Linked DNA regions of Mus musculus: all the other regions are linked to region 2. A link is a contact called in public promoter capture Hi-C data. All regions are on one chromosome and are shown on one strand. The core of a region is the stretch at or near the end of the contact, and the rest is flanking DNA. Distances in the headings are between cores, read along the strand shown.

What was found. Promoter capture Hi-C pulls out the DNA fragments that hold promoters and counts their contacts.
Region 1: a promoter capture Hi-C map of second pharyngeal arch cranial neural crest shows a contact between it and region 2. The contact joins the promoter of Plod1 here to the promoter of Cap1 in region 2. A contact is called at or near these places in 5 of 39 promoter capture datasets (cranial neural crest, frontonasal cranial neural crest, maxillary cranial neural crest and 2 more).
Region 3: a promoter capture Hi-C map of liver shows a contact between it and region 2, with 4 times the contacts expected there. The contact joins the promoter of Pramel12 here to the promoter of Cap1 in region 2. A contact is called at or near these places in 6 of 39 promoter capture datasets (cranial neural crest, frontonasal cranial neural crest, liver and 3 more) and 1 of 484 Hi-C or Micro-C datasets (rod photoreceptor).

What each region holds. Positions count from the first base shown.
Region 1 is chr4:147,935,398-147,939,468 of GRCm38.p6, reverse strand. It overlaps Plod1 (procollagen-lysine, 2-oxoglutarate 5-dioxygenase 1), which reads left to right and starts at 2,693. Exons shown (of 19, transcript NM_011122.3): 1 at 2,693-2,867. The coding sequence starts at 2,792.
Region 2 is chr4:122,884,546-122,888,463 of GRCm38.p6, reverse strand. It overlaps Cap1 (CAP, adenylate cyclase-associated protein 1 (yeast)), which reads left to right and starts at 2,388. Exons shown (of 13, transcript NM_001358035.1): 1 at 2,388-2,650.
Region 3 is chr4:143,410,298-143,414,435 of GRCm38.p6, reverse strand. Pramel12 (PRAME like 12) reads right to left here and starts at 2,010. Exons shown (of 5, transcript NM_172877.3): 1 at 1,345-2,010.

The sequences.
Region 1 (4,071 bases), core at 1,444-3,943, about 25 Mb before region 2:
ACATTTTAGCCAGTTGTTGTACACATATCTTTAATCTGACTCTTCAAGAGGCAGGGGCAGGTAGATTTTACTAAGTTCAAGGCTAGCCTGTCTACACAGTGAGACCATATTTCAAAACAAACTAAAACAACCACACTTTTTTTTTTAGCAGACTATTAGCTCAGAACAGAATATTCCTCTAGCACTAGTGATTTCCCAGAACCTTAAAGTTAAAATAAAAATCTAATGGCAAGATGGCTCAGCAGGTAAAAGCATTCGCCAGCAAGTGTGATGACCTAAGTTCTGTACCTAGGACCTATGTGGTAGAAGGAGAGAGCTGACGCCTCTATGTGCACATTGTTGTATGTCCAAATCAGAAGATGGTATGGGATCCCTGGAGTTACAGGCACGTGTGAGTTGCCAGTCTCTTAACTGCTGAACCATCTCTCCAGCTCCACTTTTTAATGGATGACAGGAGGAAACCGCATGCATGTTTGTGTGTGGACAACTTCCCATCCTGAAGTTGTCCAGCAGTTTCCTATTAAATTGGAGTCCTGTGCCTTTAACAGTCCATTGCACGTGGAGCACGTACTAGAAATACTAGAGGCAACATCTGGGCAGCAGCCACCACCTCTTGCTTAAAGAAACAGGCCACCCTACACGAAGCTTGGATTGGGCTCAAGTTCTAGCAATTTGATGAAACAAACAGGAAACAGGTTCCAAAAGAGTAAGGCCAGGCTTCACAAGAGTGAATTCTTCCTCTTGAAAGGTCAGGCAGTTTATAAAACTGATCCCTCTTTTAATTTGTACTCTGATGACTGCCCAGGAATGTTTTCTATCTGGCGTATATCGCTGTAGGCAGTTCTAGCTGGGAGCTGGCTGATGCTTCCTTACTGTGGTCCCACATCAGGTGTGTGATGCCAGGCAGATGATACTGCTTCGAGCCTTAGTTTCTTGTTTTGCAAACAGAAGTGACAGCTTTACGAGAAAGGCAGTTGTGAGCTTGGAGGAAGAGCTTTGAAAATCGAGCCAGCCAACAAGGCTGGCTGGTTCTTCCCCCATTTACACTTGTACTTCCTCCTCCAAGGGTTTGGAGATCTCAGTCCTCAACCTTCTGGGTCTAAAACACCCGGCGGATGCTGGTGGATGCTTGGCGCCAAGTCCTGTCTCCAGCTGCAGCAGCTCCTGGCTCTAAGTCCCTGCTAGGAAGCAAATGTTCTAGATTCTGCTGAGGTCGCTTCCTCTGGTTGGTCTTGTGACTTTGAGCTTGCTGCTGGATAGCCCTGGGCCTCTCTTCTACCATCTGTGAGAGTGTGAGTTGACCTCTGCACAATGAGGTGGACGCCCATTTTTCCAGCCTGTTCTTATTTCCCAGAAAGGACACGTGGTTCTTCAATTGTACAAGTATTGTACATCTTTCTCAAGAAAAAGAGAAACAAGAAAAGAAGAACGATTCCCAATAATATGACCTAGAAACGCTGCATAAGTTATGAACATGTTTATTCCACAACTTGGAAATAATCATTGCAAACATTGGTCTGTAAGTTTCCTGTGTTGGGGGTGGGTGTGTGTTGTTGAGGTCTCACACAGTCCACACTAGCCTCAAGCTATATGGTCACTAGCTCTACGGCTGAGCATGTCTTGAACTCCTGATCCTGCTATGCCTCCTGAGTGCTGGGATTCCAGCTCGCTTTGACACCTTCTTCCTCCCTTCTCTGACTGAGTCTGGCTGTGCAGCTCAGGCTGGCTTTGGACAATGGAGCTCTTCTACCTCCTGAGTGCTAGGATTTGGGCAGACCCCACCCTACCCCACCCAACCTTGTTTTGACCTATCTGCTAGGCAGAGGATCTATCTTTAACAATGAGTCATACTGAAGAGAAAACCTTTCCCACTTAGCATCCTGTAGATGCCTGTTTCCTTTGTGAAAGACCAAATCTCCCTAACTCCCTGATTTCGTCAAGCCCCTCCTCCCCCGCCCTCCCGAACCCTGCCCTAGGATCTAATCTGTGGGACTGAGATTCCAGGGTCCCTGTTTGAGCTCTCTTCTACGGCTTGACAGATTTTGTCTAAATGTAGATGTGCTTGGCTCACATCTGGACCAGGAACCCTTGCTCCAGAAACTTTTGACCTTCTTTTACTTTGTCTGTGAATGGCACTGAAAATTTTCACTCCATCCACTTAGCCCTCATTCATCCATCCACTCACTCACCCATCCATCCATCTGGCCCCCCATCATCCATCTATCCAGCCAGCCAGCCACTTACCCATCCATCCACCTATACCGCCATCCAACCATCCACTCACTCACCCACTTACACACCCACTTATCCATCCATCTAATACCCCCCCCCCACCATCACCACACACACACACATCCATCCCATAATTAACCGCTGCAATTTCCTTGACTACTTTCTGATTTCCTTCCAGGGAGCGGAAAGTTGAATTAAGTGATTCTCTTTTGGGAGCTGGGGCTAGACTTTATATATATATTCCCACCATCGCGGTGCAGATGATATTAAGTCTCCTCTTCTAGACATCAAGGCCTCGCCCTCCTCGCCCACTTGGAGAGAAGCGGGGGAGGGAGAGCATGGACGGTCCGGCATCGGGACCCAGGGGGCACAACGACCTGCCCCAAGTCTGGAGGACCTAGAAGCCTAAGCAGGAAAACCCTTCCCCGAGGCGGGCGGAGGCGTGCGCGGCACCGCCCCCGGGGCGGGCTCAGTGCGTGGCAGCGCCCGCCGGCCCCGTCGCGAAGTTTCCAGTTCAGCTTCTGTCTCAGTGCCGGCGGGTTGTTCCCGAGACTCCGCTATGCGGTCCCTGCTGCTCCTGGCCCCGTTGGCCTGGCTTCTTCTGGTCCAGGCGAAGGATGACGCCAAGCTAGAGGGTGAGGACGCGGCGGCGGAGCTGTGCCTGGCCGTCTGTCTCGCCGAGGACCGGGGTGTCCAGGCGACCTGGGCTGGAAGGGGGGGAGCCGGGGAGCTGGGTTGCGGTCATCTGTCCACTTGCCCGCGGGTGACTCCGGTAGATCACTTCCTCTCATGGGGTCGGGATTCCTAGGTTTGTGCTGCGGGCAGAGGAGGGGACAGCCGAAGTACACTCTCCCCTTGCGCGCCCCCTACCCTCATTTGGCGCTCAGAGGAGTCCATGATCACAATTCCCATAATAAGTAGCAAGACTCCCGTTTATCGTACACGATCTGCTGCAGCCTGGCCTCACTAGTTAAGCACCAGTTAAATACGTTTGCTGGAAGTGTTTTCTTATGTTAACCCCGTTTTCCAGCTTTACAAACTGAGGCTCCAAATCAGCCGCATTCTCCAGGGCATCCTGTTTTCTTCCACCCATGTTGCTGGAGACATGGGAGTTGGCCTGAACATGGTGGGTGGTAGGAATGTGGAGGGCTCCGGTGGGTGAGCCCTGTTGGTAAGAGCACTTGCCTAGCTCGCATGCAGCCCAGGGTTTGGTCCCCAGCGCTGCATAAACTAAACATAGTTGTGCATGCTTATAACCCCAGTACTCAGGGAGGTTGAAGCAGGGTTATCAGAAGTCCAAGGTCATCCTCAACTACACGAAGGGTTAAAGTCAGTCTAGACTACATGAGACCCTGACCAAAAAGGAAAGAAAGGAAGAAAAAAAAAAAAAAAAAAAAAAGGAAAGGAAAAGAACCTGGCTTTGAAACCCATGTGCTGGGAGCCACAGGTTTTTGCATGCCTGCTCCGTCTTCCATCTGTGCTCAGTTATACATAGGGTCACACGCCTTTCGCGTTGGTGATGCACAGTTTTTGAGAAGCTTGGTATTTTAGACTCCAACACAGAGTGGCAAGACCTCATTTCTAGAGATCACAAGAGATTCCTCAAATAAGACCAGCCCCTGAGTCCCCTTAAAGTCAAGGCTCTGGGCATTTTCTCTCCAAGCTCAGAGCAGCTAGGTTTGTTGTTGTTGTTGTTTTGGGGTTTTTTTGTTTGTTTGTTTGTTTTGGTAGGGTCTAATCTAGCATCAAAGGAAGATAGATAAGAGACTCTGATAAGTCCCGACTACAGAGTTGGTAATGTGTGCAAAGGCCCACCTAGTGGCAGGAACCTGGAGCCCA
Region 2 (3,918 bases), core at 1,139-3,638:
AAGATGATTTCAAAAAGGCTGCTTCTATTTCTCATCACAACCCTATAAATTATCATCCCAGTTTTACAGGTAAGGAAATGGTCTTTAATTTGTGTATGTATTATGTATGCATGTATGTGGGCATGCATGCTATTTCAAACGTGTGGCGATCCTTCCACCTTGATGTGTATTACAGAGCTCTTCAGGTTTACGTGGCTGGCACTTTTAATCCAGGAACCATCTCACTGGCCCCCTCTCGTCCCCTCTTTCTTCTATTGCTCTTGGACGCATGGATGGATGATCTGTATACTTTGTGTCCCTACTCACAAAAGAGATTTAGGAGGGTAAAATTGGTTAGGGGGAGGGGCTGTCTGTTCTGAGCTGCATATAGACTCATATTTAACCTTTTGATTTTGTTTTGTTTTGTTTTGGCAAATTGTTGCTTTGTAGTCCAGGCTGGCCTCAGACTCAGAGTCGTCCTATCTCAATCTTCCCAGAGGTGAGATCAAAGGTGTGCATCACAACTCTCTGTTTGATGTTAAGACAGTATTTATTGGTTAAACTTTTAAATTTTAAACGTATTTTATTTATTGACCAGGCAAGTTGGCCCATACTTTTAAATCTAACACTCAGGAGGCAAAGACAGGCAGAGATGTCTGAGTTCAAAGCTAGTCTGGTCTTGGCTCTAGGGTAGCCAAGGGTATGAGAAGTTTTCTCAAGAGAAAATAAAACAAAAATTTTATTTGTTGTGTGAGAGATTGAACCCACATGGACCATGAATGACTTTTTGAAGTCTTCTCTCCTTCTGTCAGGTAGGTGTTGGGGAATCAAACTCAGGATTTGGAAGCAGATGTCTTTCTCCAGTTGAGTCATCTTTCCAGCCCAAATGTATTTGTTTGTTTGAGGCAGGGTCTCACTGTGTCTGGAACTCATTATGTAGACCAGGCTGGCCTTGAACTCACAAAATCAACCTGCCTCTGCTTCCCGGGTGCTGGAACTAAAGGTGAGCATTACCACACCTGCCCCTGAAATGAACATATTATAAACGGATGATTTTTGTGCCATAATTTGGTATGTTGTCATTTCTGTTTTAAACAAACTGGGAGTCATAAACTGGGGGAGGCCAGTAAATTGTCCAAAGCACCTTGATCAAAGTCGGGACGCTAGTAAAGGGCTCGGAGTCAGGAATGGAACAACTTACGTCTACAACCAGAGGCACCCAATGCCTCAAATGTTCCCAGATCTATCTATCACTGGGGATGATTAAATTCATTGGTTCTAAGACAGTCAAATGCGTGCTCTGTTTAAAGTTTCAACATCTACTTTGTGACCTTGGCAAGTTATTCAGCTTCCTCATTTGAAGCTCCGAGGATGTAATGGTACCTACCGCAGAGAGTTGCTATTAGGATTAAATGAAAATGGTTTGAGCGCTCAGCACAAGCCTGGCATGTAGTCAGCGCACAGTAAATGGTAGCTATTATTACATGAACTGTATTTGTTGAATGATTGACTCTGGCATATAACACCTGCATTCAACTTGAACGCGGAGTTGTCAGTCATCCAGTCGAAGGGGTAGGAACCATAGCACAGCACTCGCCAATTTTTTTTCTAGAAATAAATCTTTGTGGGAGGATAATGACCGGTTGGAAAGTGTTAAGTCCGGAGGAAACAAAGACGCGATCCCCCGTCTAAGAAGCAGGGAGGCGAAGACTGCCCTGCAGGCTGCAGTTACAGCTCTGAATCGCACACGGGCTCATTAGCAGCCAGCTGGGCATACATAGCTTGGGGCGATGAAGCCTCAAAAGCAAGATTTTTAAGGAATGGGACAAGATCTCCTTTAATTTTGCTCATTTCATTTCAGGGACCACACCCTACAGGGTGGGAGGAAGAACTCCGAAGCCTGAGGCGGAAGCTTAAGCACAGCCACGGACCTGACCATCTATGGTCACAAAACGCACAGAGCAAACAGGAAGTGGGGCGCGAGTGGAAGATTTTCTCCACCTTCCCAGCCCTAGCCTCGGAATCGAGCGAGGGCGAGCATGCCCAGACGCTCAAAGCCTACTCTATTAGCCTCCGCGACCGAGTCCATTGCTTTTCTGTACTACAGACAGGGAAACCAAGGCTTGCACGCCCAGCCAGGGGCGAAATTTGGTCCCGGTCCCCCCAACCACCAGACACTGGGTCTCAGAGCCTTCTAGCCCCACTGTTGTTCCCTGAACCTCTTCCGGACTGAGGCTAAAAACGTAACGACCTCAGTCTCCGAGCACAAATTGACAAAACAAGCAGCCACTCAGCTGTCTTCCTTTGAGGAGGTGGGGCTTGGTTAGGAACTCCAGCTCCTTATTGGTCTGGGCCTCGGGGCGTGACCAACCGTGGACACGCCCCTTCCCCGAGTTTTCCTCCCCCACCTCCCTTGGAGGCGGAGCCCTTTTCCAAACGCTCCTAAGCCAGATTCTCTCTCCGGTGGCGGGGAATGAGGGCGGAGTCACGAGCGGAGCGGCCAAACTTCTTCCTCTCCCCCGGGCTAGCGTTACAGCCAGTGGTTCATTTCCGGTGGGGGTGCCGCGCCCAGTGAGGGCCCGGAAGTGGGTCGCGCGAAGACCGCTGGGCGGTTCTTGCCGGAAGTGGAGAGCGGCTGATCGCAGTCCGGAGGTGAGGCGGAACTCTTAAGGTGAGGGTTGGTGGTTGGATAAGGATTGGGATGGTCTTTGGGGCCCACCGGGTCCTGGCCGTTAGTAAAGGCTGTGCTAGCCTACGCGCGTTTGAGGAGTCTTGCTGAAAGGCCGGGGTTTGGGCCCTTCGGCCATCCCGGGCTCCTGGGTGCGGTCTCTTGAGGTGGGGCTGGGGTACCAGATTGAACCAGGAGGTCTTGGGGAAGCCACTTTCTCCTTGATTTCGCAGCTCTGCCTATCAGCCTCCGCGGAGGCCTGATTCCTAAAGGCATCCTAACCAACTGAATGGACCCTGGGAGACCTTAGAATTTCCTCCTGACCGGGTCTTGTTCCCATTACTCGGATGGGTAACTTGATCTCGGAGAAGAAAAGAATCTGGTTTTAGAGAGAGGTTTCCAGTCCTAGATCCTTCCTTTCCTTGGAACCTCTCTAACTTTCGATCTGGGCAGCTGCAGGTTAAAGGCTATCTGGTAGTAGAACTAAAAAAAAAAAAAAAGTTAAAAATTTGGAATGCCTGTTAAATTTAAGGTAGGCTAGTAAGCCCTGCGTTTACGTTCAGTGAGCTCCCCTTACTCTTAGACTGCCACTGTTCACTCGCAATCCAAGCTAACTTTATGGGAGGTGCTGTCCACTTCTGGATCTGAAGTCAGATGATTCAGGTTGGGTCTGGCACAGTTGCCAAGTGCCTGTGGTCGTAGGATCGCTGTGTTTATTCTGTGTTGGCAACATGGAAAATGTCATCGAATACAGCTTTGAAAAGTCTAGTCATTGCCCCCATCGAGTTAGCAGTGAAAGACAGTTAAGAAATAGTTACAAATGTGGTGAGGGTGCTGTGGAAGGACGCAGCAAGGGAGTCAGAAGCGTTTTGAAAGATCAAGAGGGTGTGTGTGTGTGTGTGTGTGTGTGTGTGTGTGAGAGAGAGAGAGAGAGAGAGAGAGAGAGAGAGAGAGAATATATTAGATAGAGGTTAGTTAGTATCAGAACTGTCAGCTGTAGCTCTTTGTACTGCTTTCCCTTGAAGTGAAAATCCAGGGTTAGAACAGCACGTTCATCATCTGCCAAGCATTTATTGGACCTCAGTATGTGTGAAAACATTTTAGCTTAGGCACTTAGCCCTTCTGGCTAGGAATACACTTGTTCTCTGGTGATATGTACAGTATGGGAGGAACCGGCAAATCAAGGGTGGTTGAGTGTGTGCACTGTGTGAACACAGAGCTACTGAGAACAGGAGAAATATCTGAACCACAGTTCTAGGCAACAATGAGGG
Region 3 (4,138 bases), core at 761-3,260, about 21 Mb before region 2:
TAAACAAGGTCACCCCAGTCTAGCCCAGAACTGGAGATCACGCTTCATTGTGTTTCTAGGGCTGGAATGCCAGAAAGAAGTAAGCAGCCCACCTGGCTTCTTTTTATTTTAATTTGGATCAAGGTCAAGTTAAATTATCCAGGCTAAACCAACTACATTCCTATAGCTTCAGTCCTCAGACGAGATGGGACTTGTAGTCCTGTGCCATAAAACCTCTTCAATCCCAACGCCAAGGAAGCAGCAGAGGCAGGCAGGTCTCTGTGAGTTTGAGGCCAGCCTGGTCTTCAATGCTAGTTCCAGGACAGCAGGGGGTACAAAAGAAACCCTGTCTCTGAAAAATTTAAAAAAAAAAAACAAAAACAAAAAGTGAAAGAAAGAAAACAAATCTCAATTTAGATCTCAAATTTCAAAACATTAACTTTTGTAAAATTTAAGGAATTTCAAGCTAATCAATCAAATGTAGAGTTAGAAGGTCAGGGGTTCAACTGAGACCAGCCCAAGCTTAACGAGACTCTGTCTTTAAGAAATTTTAAAGTCAGTGGGCAACACTAGCTAGACATGGTAGTGCATGCCTTAAAACCAAAGCCTTAAAACCAAATACTCAAGAAGCAGATGCAAATGGATCTCTGTGCATTCCAGGTCACCCAGGGCTACAGAGAAACTCTGCCTAAAAAAAAAAAAAAAAAAAAAAAGTAAGAATGTAAATGAATAAAATCCAAACTCTAAGAAGATGGAATTAAAAGGATCAGATAAGACTATGTCTTCAAAATAAAATGAAATGAAAATTTTAAAATGTGAAGTCAGATATGATGAGACTACATGTGAATTCTACCATATTCTGCATGTGACTCTGTCTCTAAAAAGAAAAATTAAAATAAGCCTTAAATATTGAATCATTAATTCAACATTCAGAGGGGTGAGGCAGTCTGAAGCCAACCTGAGCTAGACTAAGGCCCCATCTAAAAAAACAAAAACAAAAACAAAAAACAAAGAAAAAATTTAACTTGACACAAACCAAGGTATAATTCTAGATATTCCATTAACTTTCAGCTTGTAGTTCCAGCTTGGGGAGGCAGATGCAGAACTGCCAGGTAATTTAAAAGCACTCTTGGCTGATCTGCGTTCTAGGTGGGCCTGGGCAGCAAAGTAAGGTCATGCCTCAAATAAAATAAAATAATAAATGAAACCAGCAAATTAAGGTCGAAGATGATGGCAACCATCACTATTAGTAAACTCAATGCCTGCGATCTGTTCCTGGGAAGAGAAGAAATCAGAGTTCCTTTGGCATCTTGGGTCAAGTGGCCCTCAATCAAAACTGTGCCCTTCTGGAGGTGACTGACTTACCAGAAACAAGAACTGATGGCAGAACTCAGAATCCCAGCAGGCCCAGGCAGTCAGTCCAAGCTCGGACTCCAAGTGCTGGTGAGTGTCTTCCCGAGCTTCTCTAAAGCTTTTATAGCCATCTTCACTTCAAACTTCCGGCCTGAGGCGTTTTCATCCGTCTCGCACTTCCGGCCTGCAGCGTTTTCATCCGTATCTGTCTCGCACTTCCGGCCTGAAGTGTTTTAGCCGTATCCGGTCCCACACTTCCGGGTTCCGTTTTATACTTCCGGCCTGAAGCGGTTTTTATTTTTTTGTTTTTCGGCGGTTTGTTTTTTGTTTTTTGTTTTCTTTTTGGTCGCCCCTCCCCCGGCTCGGTCCGCGTATTCTGTCTCACATTTCCGGTTTGTAGTCCCGCCTGTCAACCACAAGCCGTCCTCTGATTGGATGACTGAGTTTCCGCCACGTCTGGGCGTTTTCTGTTTCTGTATTGATTGACAACATAGTCTCCGTGGAAAAGGAAAAAAAAAAAAGAAAGAAAGAAAAAAACAGCCGGGAAAACCGCGCACATCCGCGGAGAGGCAGATGCAGGCGGATCTCTGGGGAGGTAAAGCCAAATTCACGGAGATGAGGGAAAAAAATCCTGAAAGCCGCGGAAGCGGTTCACGCCCTTAATCCCAGAACTCCTGTGAGCGATTCAGGCGGATCCCTGTGACGTCCGGAGCAGCCTGCTCTACGTAGAGCTCCAATACAGCCAGGACTACATAGTGAAACTCTGACTCAAAAAATAATAATTTAAAAAAAAAAACTGAGATTCCGTGAAAGTCAAAAGCCGATGCGTTAATTCACTTCATTCAATTTGTTTTCTGTATTTGCTTTACTTATTTATTTTCTTGTTAATTCACTTGGTTCTGCATTTCTTTCATGAATGAAAAAATAATAAACTAAGGACATGGCTGCTTCTAAGTATGGTGGAGGAGGAGGTTTATTGTAGGGGAAAAGGGAAGCATAGGCAGACAGCTGGGGGAGTTCAGAGTGGACATAACCCCTGAGCCATAAGACCCGGGTGCTGTGGCCAAAAGGTAAAAAGGGGGCAGGTAACTAAAATGGCTGGGTTATATAGAGAAGGGCAACACAAGCTGGAGAATTTGGGGTAGAAGGTGGAGTGTGCCAGCCATACCCTGTAACAAGGGGTACTGGGAGAACGTGGCAGCCTGGTCCACATTGATATGTTAAATAGGCACCTCAGCCATTTATTTGAGACTTAGAGTTTCAGAGGTGGAATCTTGCTCAGTACCTAAGGTTGATTTGGAACTCCAACTCTTAGCCAGTCTCCAGTCTCCACCTTCCTCTGGGGTTGAGCCAAGAGGAAGTTGTGAGCCAACATACCTGGCGGAATTGTATTCATTTGTGGCCCACTTAGTTCTAAGTATGAGTCACTGGGGATAGGAGTTTTAATCTGTGCCTGACGAATAGACATTTCTTAAAGCTGATATTATTATTGGCAAAGTTACGAATATGTTCTGGATCAGGGCCTGAGCTGGATGCTCTCTACCAGTCATCTGCTGTGGCATCTTCTCAGAAGGCAGGAAGATGTTCCCATTAATACTGCAGTAAGTGGCCTGGGAAGAAAGCTCAGTTTATAGAACAGTTGCTGCCCAGTATTCTCAAAGGTGCACTGTCCAGCAAGCACTGCATGCACCAGACAGACACTGTGGGGCATACTTGTAATCTCAGAACTAAAAAGTTAAGAGTTAGGAGGATCAGTTCAAAGTCATTTTTCCCCAAGCTTCATTGCCGGCCCAGGCTATATAGACCCTTACTCTCAAACGATGAAGAAACTTGCCTTTGAGAACAAAGGTTTTCCACATTAGGTTTTCCAGAAGGTAGAAGATGCTTCAGAAAGTGTCAGCCAGCACACTGGCTAGAGAACATGCAATAGAGAGTGGGGGCTGTGGGGTGGGTGAAATGGCTCATAGGTAAGGAGACCTGCCACAGCACTAGACTATTGGGTTCAGTCACACACTTAAGTGCTGGAAGAAGAAAACTGACTCTTGGGCTTGCCCTCTGACCTCCACATACACCCACAGACATACAGAAAATACACATACTTTTTTTTAAAAAATGAAAAGGAAGGTAAAGCCAGAGTGATAGCTCAAGCTTATATCTCAGCACTCAGGAGGCTGAAGAAAGCTTGCTACAAGTTTTGGGTCTAGCCTGGACAACATACTAAAACTCAGTTTCTAGTAAACAGCTAACACTGGAAGCAGGACCTCAGTGCCACAGGGTATCTTGCCATCAGACCTGAGGGCTTAGGTGATAATAACCTAGAAGCTCTGGAGTTAGGAGCTGTGGCAGCCTGGGATATCAGAGAGCAAGCACACAGTAGAGAAAGGCAGTACCTCTCTGGCAGTGTGGTTGGTAGCACCTGAAAGTTTTGGTTTTGTTTGTTTGTTTGTTTTGCTTTGTTTTAATATAGAGTCTCTTTACATAATCCTGCCTGTTCTGGAGCTCACTGTGTACTGACTTTGAAAACTCACAGAGGAGCTGGAGAGATGGCTCAGTGGTTAAGAGCACTGACTGCTCTTCTGAAGGTCCTGAGTTCAAATTCCAGCGATCACATGGTGGCTCACAACCATCTATAATGGGATCTGATGCCCTCTTCTGATGTGTCTGAAGACAGCTACAGTGTACTTGCATATATAAATAAATCTTAAAGAAAAAAAGAAAAGAATACTCACAGAGATCTGCCTGCCTGCCTATCCCCACTAGGTGCTGGAACTTATGTCATGTACCACCACACCCAGATTTCTTTTTA